2 separate regions of the Canis lupus genome follow, and region 1 is linked to region 2. The links are chromatin contacts, called in public Hi-C maps. All regions are on one chromosome and are shown on one strand. Each heading gives the region's core, a stretch centred on a gene start, on an enhancer-like site or on the middle of the called end of the contact. The rest is flanking DNA. Distances are from core to core; before and after follow the strand shown. Region 1 holds the start of CCDC15 (coiled-coil domain-containing protein 15). Region 2 overlaps SLC37A2 (glucose-6-phosphate exchanger SLC37A2).

Region 1 (6,163 bases), core at 711-3,210, 120 kb before region 2:
TTTCTTATCTGTCTATAATTCAGTGGCTTGATTTAATTTCATCTCCTGGCTTTAAGCCTATAACCTAACAACTCCCAAACTCTTATTTCTAGACCAGAACTCTCTGCAGATACTTTTATCATATTATGTTCTTGGATGTCAATTCGAAAAACAAAATCTGTCTCAAACTGAATTCCTGATCTTCCTCCCAAACTTATTCTATCCACCATTTTCCCCATCTCAGGAAATGGCAATAGCGACTCCATCCTCTCAATTGCTCAGAACAAAATCGCTAGAATTTTTCTGGACTCCTCTCTCTCTCTCTCTCTCTCTCTCTCTCCACACACACATATACACACACACACACTCCATATCCAACTTTCAACAGGTCCTGAAAGTCCTGCTTTCCAAATATATCCAGAATCCAACGACTTCTCACCATCTTTACCACTACTTCTCTGATCCAAGACATCATAATCTCCTATTGGAATTATTGTAATAAATAGTCTCTTACTTGGCCTACTACTTATTTATACTCCTGCCTCATGCAGTCTATTCTCAATACAGCATCCACAGTGATTTTTTTTTTTAACAATTTAAGTCACATTATGGCATTCCTTTGCTCAAAACCCTCCAGTGGTTCCCCATCTCAATGCCTTTCCATGGCTTGCAATGCTTTATGTGATTGCCCACCCCCTAACTTTCGACTGCCTACCCCAATACTCTCTCCTTCTCTCACTCCACCAGTCACACCAGCCTCCCTGCTGTTTCTCAGCTACTTTGGAGCAATTGTGCTTGCTGTCCTCGCTACCTGGAACCCTTAACTCTCCTTTGAAGGTGACAGTAGCTTGTTCCATTGTATCATGGGAGTTTGCCTCGAAGCCTTTGCTCAAAGGGACCTCAGTGGGGGCGCCTGGGTGGCTCAGTTGGTTAAGCCACTGCCTTTGGCTCAGGTCATGATCTCAGGGTCCTGGGACTGAGCCGGGGGCTCCCTGCTCAGCGGGGTGTCTGCTTCTCCCTCTGCTCCTCCCCCCAGCTTGGGCACTCTCCCTCAAACAAATAAAATCTTTTTTTTTTTTTTAAGTACTTCAATGAAATCTTCTCTAGTCATCCTATCTACACATTCATTGCCTCTCCCCACACTTCTTTTCTTGCTATCGTAGATCACGCTTTTCTTGGGTGCTCAATAAACACAGAAAGACGCCCACAACGCTATCTTCCTTCTTTGCTTATATCAACGATATTCATCAGCACCAAGACACATTTACTTATTCATGTGTTTATTTGCTTACTTCTTCTCGTTAGACTGCAAATTCCACTAACAAGGGCTGTTTGTTTTGTTCACTGGTGTCGATTTCCAGCGCCCAGAACAGTACCGGTATGTTAAAAAGCTCCCAATTATATGTGAAATGAATGAATGCATGGGTATTTCACAGGGATAAGGAGGTGTCCCCAGAATCCCAGTAGAGCTTGGAGCAGAGAGGGTGACCTCTCACGATGCTGCGATATTCGAATTCAAGAAACTAGTAAACAGTCTCATAAAGGGAACGAGGTGTCCCCAGGAGCCGCAGCATCCACGGTTAGCTCGTTCCTCCAGGACGCCCGGCCAGGGCCACCCTTTCCCATCCTTTTCTCCTGCTTCCCTCCACCGGGACCCCCGCCCCTCCCGGTCTGCGCTCCTCAGCTCCCCCCAACCCTCTCCGGAGGGATTTTCGGGCTGGTCCCTGCGCCAGGACCACAAAAGCACCTGCAGCCGGCCACGCCCCGGGCCCCGTTACCCAGCAGCCCCGCGAGCCCACTCGTTCCCGCCCAGTCTCCCGCGCCTTCACAGGCCCCGCCCCTTCAGCCGGCCACCAAGCGGAAGTGACGTCCATGCGGAGCCCGGAGTCCCGCCCCGCACGCTTTCCCAGCCCCGGGGCGGGGACTCAAGACCGGAAGGGGAGGCTACAAGGCCGCCCGGAAGGGCAGGGGCAGGGCGGGGCGGGGCGGGGCGGGACCGGGCGGCCCTCCCGAAAGTGGCGGTTTGCTGGAGGCGGTTACCGTAGTGTCCGGAATAGTTGGAGTCGGTGGCGCGCTTCCCCCCGTAGCGGGACACCGGTTATTTGGGCCCTGCCTCAGACTCCGGTTGCCGGCCCCGTTCCCTCGGGCTGCTGCGGCCCGTCCTCCCTCTCCGGGCGGGGCCACCCGTGGGCCGCTCTAGGTTCTCTCCCCTCCGATCGCCATTCCTTCCCGGAGGCAGGCTTTACACTCTCCCTCTTAATTTCTTCCTACTCCTCTTTCCCGTCCTTCCTTCCTTCCTTCCTTCTCCGGGATTGTTCTTCCACCGCCGCCTCTCGAAGGCTTCTCTGCTTTCCTGGCGCCTCCGCAGCAGGCTTGCGGCGGGGGGCGGGGGGCGGGGGGCGGGGTGGAGCTTTCCACGCCGTCCTCGGAGGGTTTTAAGCGTTAACTTTCTGCTTGCCCAGGAGTCGCAGATGCCGGGAAGTATGGCCCCCCTCCAGAAGCCTCGCCACGCCACGAGGATGCCCCTGGCCCTAAACCCCCTGAAGAGCAAGGACGTGCTGGCGGTGCTGGCCGAGAGGAACCAGGCTGTAATGCCGGTTGGGGCCTGGGTGGAAGCGGCCTCGCCAGATAGTTCGGAAGTCCCCGCGTATGTGAGTGTCAGTTCGATGCAGGTGTAGTGGGGCCTCCCCCCCGACCCCCCCCCCCATATTAGCCCTCTCTAATCGGTGCTTAGATAAACATGAACAGTCCTTTCCCTTCTGTTGTAAAATGAGTATGTTCCTGAATTAGGATTGCAGAACGCACAGGTGTCTGCCAAAACTGTCTAATTCACAAGGTCTAGACTGCTTGCTAGGCACAAGACGGAGGCACTGGCTGTATCTTGCAGACGCCCTCCAAGGTAGTAGGGATCACAGTTGCCACAGTTGCCACACTTAGTGTGTGTAAGTAACATTAATGGGTTCCTTTTTTTTTTACATTAGTTGATTCTTAAAGTTACAGTAAGTGTGTAGAATCAATAAGACTCAGACGCAGTAAGAGAGTAAGGGAAGGAATATTAATTCTGACTGGGGTTATTCTGAGAGAGTTTTGTTTTTTGTTTTTTTAAAGATATTATTTGTTTATTCATGAGAGACACAGAGAGAGAGGCAGAGACACAGGCAGAGGGAGAAGCAGGCTCCCTGCAAGGTCCCCGATGTGGGACTCGATCCCAGGACCCCAGGATCACGACCTGAGCCAAAGGCAGACCCTCAACCACTGAGCCGCGGAGGCGCCCAGAGAACGTTTAACTATAAGGTCCAAAAGAAAAGGGACCTTTATTTTTTGTTCATTCCTATCCTGTCATATAGTAAGTCTTTAAGGAAACACTCGTTGAATGAATGAATGAGTGAATAGATGTAGAATAGATGTAGAAATACAGTCTATGATAGTCCTTAAAAATGGAAATGTTATAAGTACAGACGGTAGGGAAGAGCATTTCAGATGAAGGGAAACTTCTGCAAAGTTTACCTGTGTGCCTGTTTACCTAGTAACTCCCATATGTCACCATTAACACAGGAGGACAATTTTGTAAAGAAGATTGTTGATAGTCTTTCACTATACTGTGCCCCTTAGCTCTTTGTTGGAATTTTGTTGTGGCATTTACCATGTTATATTCATAGTAAGTTGTTTACATATCTGCCTTTCCTGATGGAGTGTGAGCTTCCAGAGCACAAGGAAAAAATCTTATTTATTAACCTGCCCCCAACTTCATTTTAGTGTCTAATAAGTGGAATGCGCAAATTGTGTGATTGTCTTCAGGATGTGTAGACAAAATATTGAACATAAGATGAAAAATATGAGTGGTCCTTGATCTCAGAGAAGAAATGAGACCTGTTTAAAGTAAATCTTAAGTAGCAAAGCAATGTCATATGTCCATTTTATTTTTTTGTATACACACACACATTCATTTATTCCTCTTCTGCCTATTTCCAAAAAAGGGTATTGTCTAAGTAGTATATGATTAAGTGCTATGACTATGATACTTAAAGAAGAAAGATAGGACTTTGGGTTGATGTGATACAGGCAAGTTAATGAAGAATTTAGATGGTCAGAGAAGGAGGATGATTCTCCCAATTAAGGAGAATGGGGAGAGTGGGAAGTGAGCAAAATGTTTTCTGGATTCTAAGGGTAGATTAGATGAATTGGAGTGGGAAGCTTCATAAGGATATGGTGGTTGATAGGATTGTAAAAAAAATAGGAGCAATAGGAACCACAGGAAATTTTGGATAAGGGATTGATCTCATTGTTTAATATTTGCAGATGAATTTAATGATAAAACAGTGTTCTGATTAGGTTAGTTGCTTCAATTCCTTTTTTTTTTGTTTTGTTTTTTGTTTTTTGTTTTGTTTGTTTTGTTTTGTTTTGTTTTGAGGTAAGGGATAGATTGGCTCATGGGAGACAAATTAGGATGTAATTATAACAATTTAGCCATGAAGTATGTATGGCATCGAGACTTATTTAATGGTAAAGAATAAAGAGGGAAAGCCCTAAAAAAGGGAGGTTGAAGTAGGAATGAAGAGGAGTAAAGGTAAGAAATAAGCCAGAAGAATTGATAAGATTTGGTACAAAGATATTTTGATGTTTAAGTTAGTGACACTTCTTTTTCATTGCTCAAATTATGACACCTTGATCATGTAGTAGCAAAATGCCTAAAAACCACCAAAATTTTCTTTTTCTATGTTAGACAATTGAATCTCATGTTCCCAAATATTAACTCAAAATATTAGTCTTGGAAAAAAATATAAACATGTCTCTTTTCCCTCATTTAAAAAATTCTGATCAGTACCAGTCAAAGGCAGTTTGATCAAGCATCTCATAGAACTCTACTGATTTAGCACATACTGTCTTGGGAAGCAACCCTTATTAACAGATGCAGCTCTTGTCAGCTCAGAATAAATGCTGAATAGTTACTTCTAGAGCATGGTAGACCTAATATGGTTATTCTAAAGGGAAACTCCTAATCATTTTGTCCCGTTTCAGAGCCATCAAGATTCCTAAAAGTACTATAGTTTCAGACCTCCCCTTCCATTAAGTAAATTAGCATCAAAAGACACTGCAGTTCTATCAGCATTTTATGGCTATTGCATTATTTTATATTTTATCTGTTTGTGTAACAAACCTGGATCCTAGTGGCATAAAGCAAAAGATACTGTGTGTCAGGATTTCAAGCAGTTGTCTGCAACATTGCATCTGAAGCCTCACTTGGGACAGCTAAAATAGTTGGAGATGTCTGGGACAAGCTTACTGGGTTCTGGCTGTTTGTTGGTTTTCTTGGTTCTTCTTCATTTGGCATCTACTGGGCTGTAATGTCCAAGATGGCTTTCTTATTCACATACCTGGCACTTGGGCTAGGATGACTAGAATGGCTAGGGGCTTGCTGGATGCTTTCTTTTTCCACACGATCTCTCTACTTGGCTAGCTTGGGCTTCCTTCCTCTCAGCATGGTGTCTAAGGGTAGAATTCTTACATGGTGGCTGGTTTCCCCAAGGGTGAGCGCTCTAAGGCGGTGGAAGTGGAAGTTGCTTTATGACCTTGCTGGAGAAGTCATGGAGCCAATTCTTCCTCATTCTGTTGGCTATTCAGAGCCCGACTACAGTCAGTATGGGAGATTACTTCACAAGAGCATAAATACCGGGAGGTTTGGTTCACTGTGGGGAGAAGGGGAGATCATCTTTGGAGACTACTGCAAAATCTAAGTATCAGTTCCATCATATGTGAATTAGGCAAAAATGTCCTTTGGTTGTTGTGAGAAACACTTCATCCTTTATTGTCCCCTTGGATAGTCCTTAGGATTCAAAAGGTCTATGAGGAGTTAGTTGTACAATTGAAACAGTATGTATTTTTGCTTAACTCAGTATTCCTCAAATTTATTTGACTCTGGGAATCTCCTAACATTCCAAACATGGGACAATGTTCTTGGGTTTTGGTGGCCTTATACAATGGTGTTTGCTAAGAAAAGTATGTTTCTAAAATGTGGTATACTCTTATCTTTGGTTTACAGTTGAGATTCACAGTTAAAATCAGTCATATACTTCAGTAAGATGTTTGATAATCAAACAGTATGGGGTTAAAAGAGGGAGCTGACAGATAATGAAAGTAAAAGAAGCAGGATGGCTTTAATTTTCTGGGACTTGAGTTACTTTCG
Region 2 (5,876 bases), core at 873-3,372:
CAGGAGTCCCTGGGCAATCCTGACGTCCCTGCTCACTTTCATGTATCAGACCGTGGGCACGCCCTCTGAGCCTCCATAGCCTTCTGTGTATGGCAGGGGGGCACTCACCCCTAAGTCCCTGACAAGGTGATCTGAGGCTGAGACGAGATGGGATCTGTGATTCTGCTTTGTAAAACTGTCAGAGGCGACACCAGCTTTGCAAGGTTCTCATGGTCATCTTGGCTTGCTGTTTGCAGCTGAGGGGATGAAAGGGAGCCCTCAGTGATAGAGAACAGGGGTGAGAGGCAATTACTAAGGGGCCCTATAAACCTGCCTTCCCTGGCCCCACCATGGGGGCAGGAGCTTAGTCTGTGTCTCACTTTCTCTTCCCCCACCTTTCCCCCTTCCTGCAGGTATAAAGAAATATGAAGTCCTGATTGAAGGAGAAGCCTGGAGGACCTCAGTCAATTCCCCAAGTGCTTCCCCGACCCCACCGCCTCACAGGGGAGCGGGGGCAAGACCACGGAAACCACCCCCAAGGACTGTGGCAGCCTCTTGACCTGACACCAGCCAGCCCGGGGTGGGGGGGACTGCCAACACGAGGACTGCAGGGCTCGTGGCCCAGGACTCTGGAAGCTGTGGGCAGAAGGGATGGGGAGCAGAGCTTGAGTGGTGTCTCCAGCTTGGTAAGGGGAGGGTAGGCTCAGATCTTGCTTGTTCAGATTCCAAGAGGGAAGGCAGAGGCCTGACCTGGCCGAGGCCTGGCAAGGGCGTGTCTCTCCTTCCCGTGTTAAATCTGAACCTCAGCAATCGGCCTGTGTGTAGGGGCGGATTTCTGACCCTATTTCAGAGCTGCCCAGCCTCGCTCCCTTCCTTTGTCCACGTGCCGGTTTTCTCATGTATTTCCCCACGTTGGAACCCCTTCTCCCCTGCACTGGGTCCTGTTCTTGACTCCTGACCCGAGTCGATTAAAGTGTTGTTGCTGTATCCTCCAGGGCCAGGACTCGGGAGAGGCAAGGGGGACAAGGCAGGGAGGCATCGCTCTTGGGCTTGGGGCTGGGCCACCCTGGACAGCGAGGGCCTCCGTTGCCCCAGGCTCAGTCCCAGCCCTTGGTGTCCCCAGGGTGAGGTGGGGGACACGTGTCAGGGCAGTGCCGGGGGCGGGGTGGGGGGCATGACTAAATCCCCAGCGTGTGGGGCAGGGATGGTGGCAGGGGCCTGCCAGTGATGACGACGAGTGCTCGCCGCCCGCTAGCCCCGCTCCAGGAGTGGAGGGGCAGAGGGCGCGGTGGGACGAGGCCCTGAGCACCCACACCAGGGTGATGGCCCGAGCAGGGAGGCGGCCCGGAGCTGCCTCTTGTCCCCCGTGCTCCTGAGCACTTCTGCCTCCCCGAATCCTGGAGCGCTGCAGGCCGGGCTGGCCCTGGCCCTCCTCTCCGCCGCCGCCGCCAGCACAGTCCGGAGTCCGCTGGCCAGCCGTGCCCGGTGCTGGGTGTCCCGGGACCGCTCGGCCCCCCGCTGCGGCTGTCACAGCCGGCACTCCCTGCGGAGGTGCTCGGGACAACACTGATGATCTGATGATCGGGGGTGGTGGCCCAAGCGGGAGCTGAGCCCTCGCGGCCTGGGCATGAACTGGGACACCAGGGCCGGGGCCGCACTCACGGGGGTGCACACGGCCACGGTGACCGCTGTAAGCCTCCGGCTGCCTGACACCCACTCTGACGTCAGGGACCCCTAGGTCCTCGGGTGCCCCCCACCCCGCCCACCCCGGGCCGGGGCTACAGTGCCCAGCCTTACATCCAGCCCAGCGTTCTTGGAACCTTCTTTCAGGGCAGAGGCATCTGCGCGGCTCACTGAGGGAAGCCACTAGATGGTGCCATCGTCCCCCGCAGAGCCCAGCGTGGGCCACGCAGTCCTGCCAGCAGAGACAGGGCCGGGTGCTGTGTTCTCCAACTTTCAGCTCTCTCTCTCTCTCTCTCTCTCTCTCTCTCTCTCTCTCTCTCCTCTCTCGGCTGCTTCGGGTCAGGGTAGGCTGGCAGGAGACCTCCTCCTCCTCCTCCCTAGCCTCCCCCACTGGCCAGCCTGAAGCCTGTGTCCTGGCCAGGAGGACAGTCCTAAGGGGACCCACCTCCGAGGACGAGATGGGCTGCAGGGACACCTGCAGACAGTATTAAGGCTCCCTCCCCGCCCCTGCGGAGCCTGCCTGGGGGAGGGATAAGACGGAAATTCTGAACAATAGGCGAGAAACACTGGAGATGGGGGGGGGGGGCGCTGAGAGGCATCACCATCCCTCCTCCAGCCTGAAGGAGGGGGGCAGGCCGGAGGGTGATCCCAGGGCAGTTGGTTTGCTGGATCCCCCAGGGCAGTTAGTTTGCTGGGAATGAATGAACGAGAAAGGCGTCAGAAGGGAGAATGAATGGACCGGGCAGGCAGTGTGATGGGGGAGGGGGGTGCCTGGAAGAGGGAGGACGTTAAAAGGAAGGCTGAGCAAGCCCCTACAGTGCAGCATGGGGACCCGAAAAGCAGCAGGATGTGCCCGGCCTGGCTAGGGGGCCGGGGGTAAGCCTGGCATGGGGGGTCAGCCCCAGGTCCCAGAATCAAGGCCTCGGGCCGCAGGTGGGAGTTTGGGGGAAAGAGAGAAGGTGGAAGAGCCCCAGCCCTACCGTCTGCCCCTCCGCACTGGTCTCTCAGGTCCCGGGTTCCCTGCCCACCTCAGCTCTGGGCACTGACTGTTCCCCGGAAGCCTGCTACCTGCCTTCTCTCCGGGCCTCAGCGCTCACTTGGGGCTAATGCAGGAGCATTACGTTAATTAGTTATTCATTTAATTTAACTTCACATTTGGTCTCAATTAAGCTTAAAGTGTTCTTCCTTATAGATGTTACAATAGCACTTGTAATTAAAAAGCAATAACTCTTTGCATTTCTCCTTTAGAGAGCCATTGGGAGGCTGGGGTGGTGTGCGGTTGCCGTGGGGGGGCAGGGAGGCAAGAAGTAATGAGAAGAAAGGGAACCCTTGGCACTCTGAGGCTTTTGGCAGGACTGAGGTTGGGGGAAGGAGACTCAACACATCATGGGGGTGGGGTGGGGGCCCTGGGGACCAGAGGGTGCTCCTGGAGATAAAGGGGCAGGCCCTGGATATAAAGCAGCAAGGTGGGCAGAGAACGGAAGGTGGAGGGTGGGAGGAATCAAACCTTAGGCATGGGGGGTGGGCCATATAGTCTCCAGTAGGCAGAACAGCACCCGCCCACACCCCCTGCAAGATGTCCACATCCTAATTCTCAGGACCCATGAATATGTTAACTGCAGATGGGACTAGGACCGTGAGATGAGGAGGCCATCCTGGGTTCTCAGGGTGGGCCCACTGTGATCACGAGGCTCCTTATAAGCCACAGGGGGAGGCAAGAGTGTTCGTTGTCAGGTTAGAAGATGGGGCTCTGAGGACAGAAGGGGACACTGGCCGAGGAATGTGCAGCTTCTAGAAACTAGAAAGGGAAAGGAAATGGGATTCCCCTCCAGATCCTCCCAAAGCTTTATATGAGCCTCGTGAAACCTACTTCAGACTTCTGACCTCCAAAACTGTAAGATAGGAAACCTGTACTGTTCTAAGCCACTAAGTTGCGGTACTTTGTACTACAGCAATAGGATGTTATTACCTGTTCCCCAGTGTAAAGCTGGGGCGATATCCATTTGGAGACAGACAAGCCAAAGAAACCCCCAAAGAGGGCAGCCCCAGTGTTGCAGCGTTTGAGCGCCGCCTGCAGCCCAGGGCGTGATCCTGGAGACCCTGGATCGAGTCCCACGTCGGGCTCCCTGCATGGAGCCTGCTTCTCCCTCTGCCTGTGTCTCTGCCTCTCTCTCTCTCTCTCTTTCTGTGACTGTATGAATAAATATATAAAATCTTTAAAAAAAAAAAAAAGGATACCCCCAAAGATGAAAAGAAAAAAGGTGGCGGGGCTGTCTATGGAGCATCTGGGACCAGCGTAAATACCAGCTGTGTAACCACCCGAGTTCTCTGAAGGCTGGACCGTGCCACATGCGCATCCTGTACTGTACCCAACACAATGGGAGGAAAACCAGAAAAAGAAACTTTCTCATTCTGTTTGTGGTGTTGGGTCCTGATTTTTATCCCTGCTGTCATTTCTTAGGTCCCAGGAAACTGAGACAAGAGGGTGTGTGTTGGGAGCTGGAAACTTTTTTTCCCTTGAGTAAACGGCAACCACCAACAATGGTCTGCTAGAAACCGAGATCAAGAAACAAAAACCTGCTTGGTTTGTAGCTTCGATTCTTCCACTGGCACCTCTGAAAACCAACCCAAGTATCCAACATTCCAGGTGGACAGCATTTAAGAGAGGGAGGGACGTCTATGTATGTCCTGGAAAACTCAACCTATGGGCTGCTCCACTGTCTCTTAGCCCGTGAGGAGCCAAAGTCCAACAGGCAAAGGCCCACCAAAAACACAAGGTGGATGAGTGCCGTTCTCAGGTCCTGTGTGGCTTTTAACTGCTTTCTCTCTCGGACTCCTGCCCAATCCTCTTTCTGGGTTTTCTGTTAGACTCAGCTGAGCCTTTTTGGTATTTCTGTCAACTAGATTTGCGTTGCTTGACCTTGGTCCCTCATTTTTCTTTCTTTTTATTTTATGGAGCAACATAGTATAATATAAAGTATGTAAAAGATTAGACTGGAGCCAAACCACCTTGACTTCAAACCCTGGCTCCTATTTAACCCTGAGCTGAGTGACCCCACCACTCTGTACCTGGTCCCCATCCAGGACATGGGGATATTAAGAGCACTGACTTCATAAGGGTTGCTTATGAGGATCATTTAATATTTACAAAGCATTTACAGAAATGCTTAGCACGTTTGATAAATATAATAAAAATTGCAATTTCAGCCTGTGAGGAATAGAATATTTCCAAGTATTGGGATGGAAATAGAGATTAAAGATTGAATCCTATGAACTAAAAAAAAATCCCTTCCCAGCCTGAGTTCCTGCACTTCTGTGAGGATGACTCCCACATCTGGAAACTAGTTCCTATGTAACAATAGCCAAATACTTAAAAGTTTAAGCCAAGAAGTTATGATGAAATATTTTTATTCATACTACAGATGCTAATCAGAAATTCTACAATGGAAGTTTTATGTTTTTAAAGACATGGGTTAGGGAAACGATGAGATCAATAGCTATAAAATACTATTAACTAATGTAGAAACAACGAGTTGTTTGTGAGCAAAAAATGATCTTTATTATTATTTGAGGAGTGAAATGTCAGGAATCCTGATGTCAGGTTTGAGCCCCACTAGTAACCAGGGAAGTTTTAACATCCCTTCCTCTCTTTGCCTGTTTCTCTTCCGTAAAATAATTGCAGCAGGTTTCTGTACGCTTTGAAAAAAAAATCAAAGTAAAATAAAAATGCTTCAGCTGAAGCAACAGTGAGATAGAGTTGACAGAAGAGTTTATGTCTTAGAGAACAGAACAAGAAGTCAAGAAGTGGATTCCCTGATGTTAGAATTAAATGAATGGCAGCACACGTGGTACAAAGCATGGACTATGCATTTCCCAGGACCTGAATGTTGGCACAATAACTTTGATGAATTTTTAGATTAAATAGCAGATACCACATAGCAGCAAAGAATGTTAGCTTTACTTCCATTTGTATAAATGAGAAATTTAAGGAACTTGTCAAAATATTACCTGGTTAAGTGTGTCTGGCAGGCTTGAGGGACTTTGTAAACTATAACACGCAGCGCCACCTAGCGGACTGGACCAATGTCTCCGTCGTGGGGGGTGTGTGGTGTCCTGCTAATTTAGCTTTTGTCAGGATATAATTTTAAGAGGCTATGAAATCACCTGTTTTCCATGTAGAACTAACTGTTGATTTACTCTCCCTCTCCACCTTG

Evidence for each region. A called contact is a pair of places that touch in the nucleus more often than the background predicts.
Region 1: a contact with region 2 is called in a Hi-C map of skin fibroblasts, with 2.3 times the contacts expected there. The contact joins the promoter of CCDC15 here to the enhancer-like site in region 2. A contact is called at or near these places in 6 of 9 Hi-C or Micro-C datasets (amygdala, blood, liver and 1 more).

Annotation. Positions count from the first base shown.
Region 1 is chr5:9,520,603-9,526,765 of UU_Cfam_GSD_1.0, reverse strand. It overlaps CCDC15 (coiled-coil domain-containing protein 15), which reads left to right and starts at 1,960. Exons shown (of 16, transcript XM_038535774.1): 1 at 1,960-2,214; 2 at 2,442-2,630. The coding sequence starts at 2,451.
Region 2 is chr5:9,398,562-9,404,437 of UU_Cfam_GSD_1.0, reverse strand. SLC37A2 (glucose-6-phosphate exchanger SLC37A2) reads left to right here. Exons shown (of 19, transcript XM_038535764.1): 19 at 393-966. Among named protein-coding and RNA genes, the nearest start is that of PKNOX2, 19 kb to the right of the region's middle. Within about 2 kb of position 2,122, at least 6 of the 20 cell types and tissues checked have an H3K27ac peak or open chromatin away from gene starts, as enhancers often do.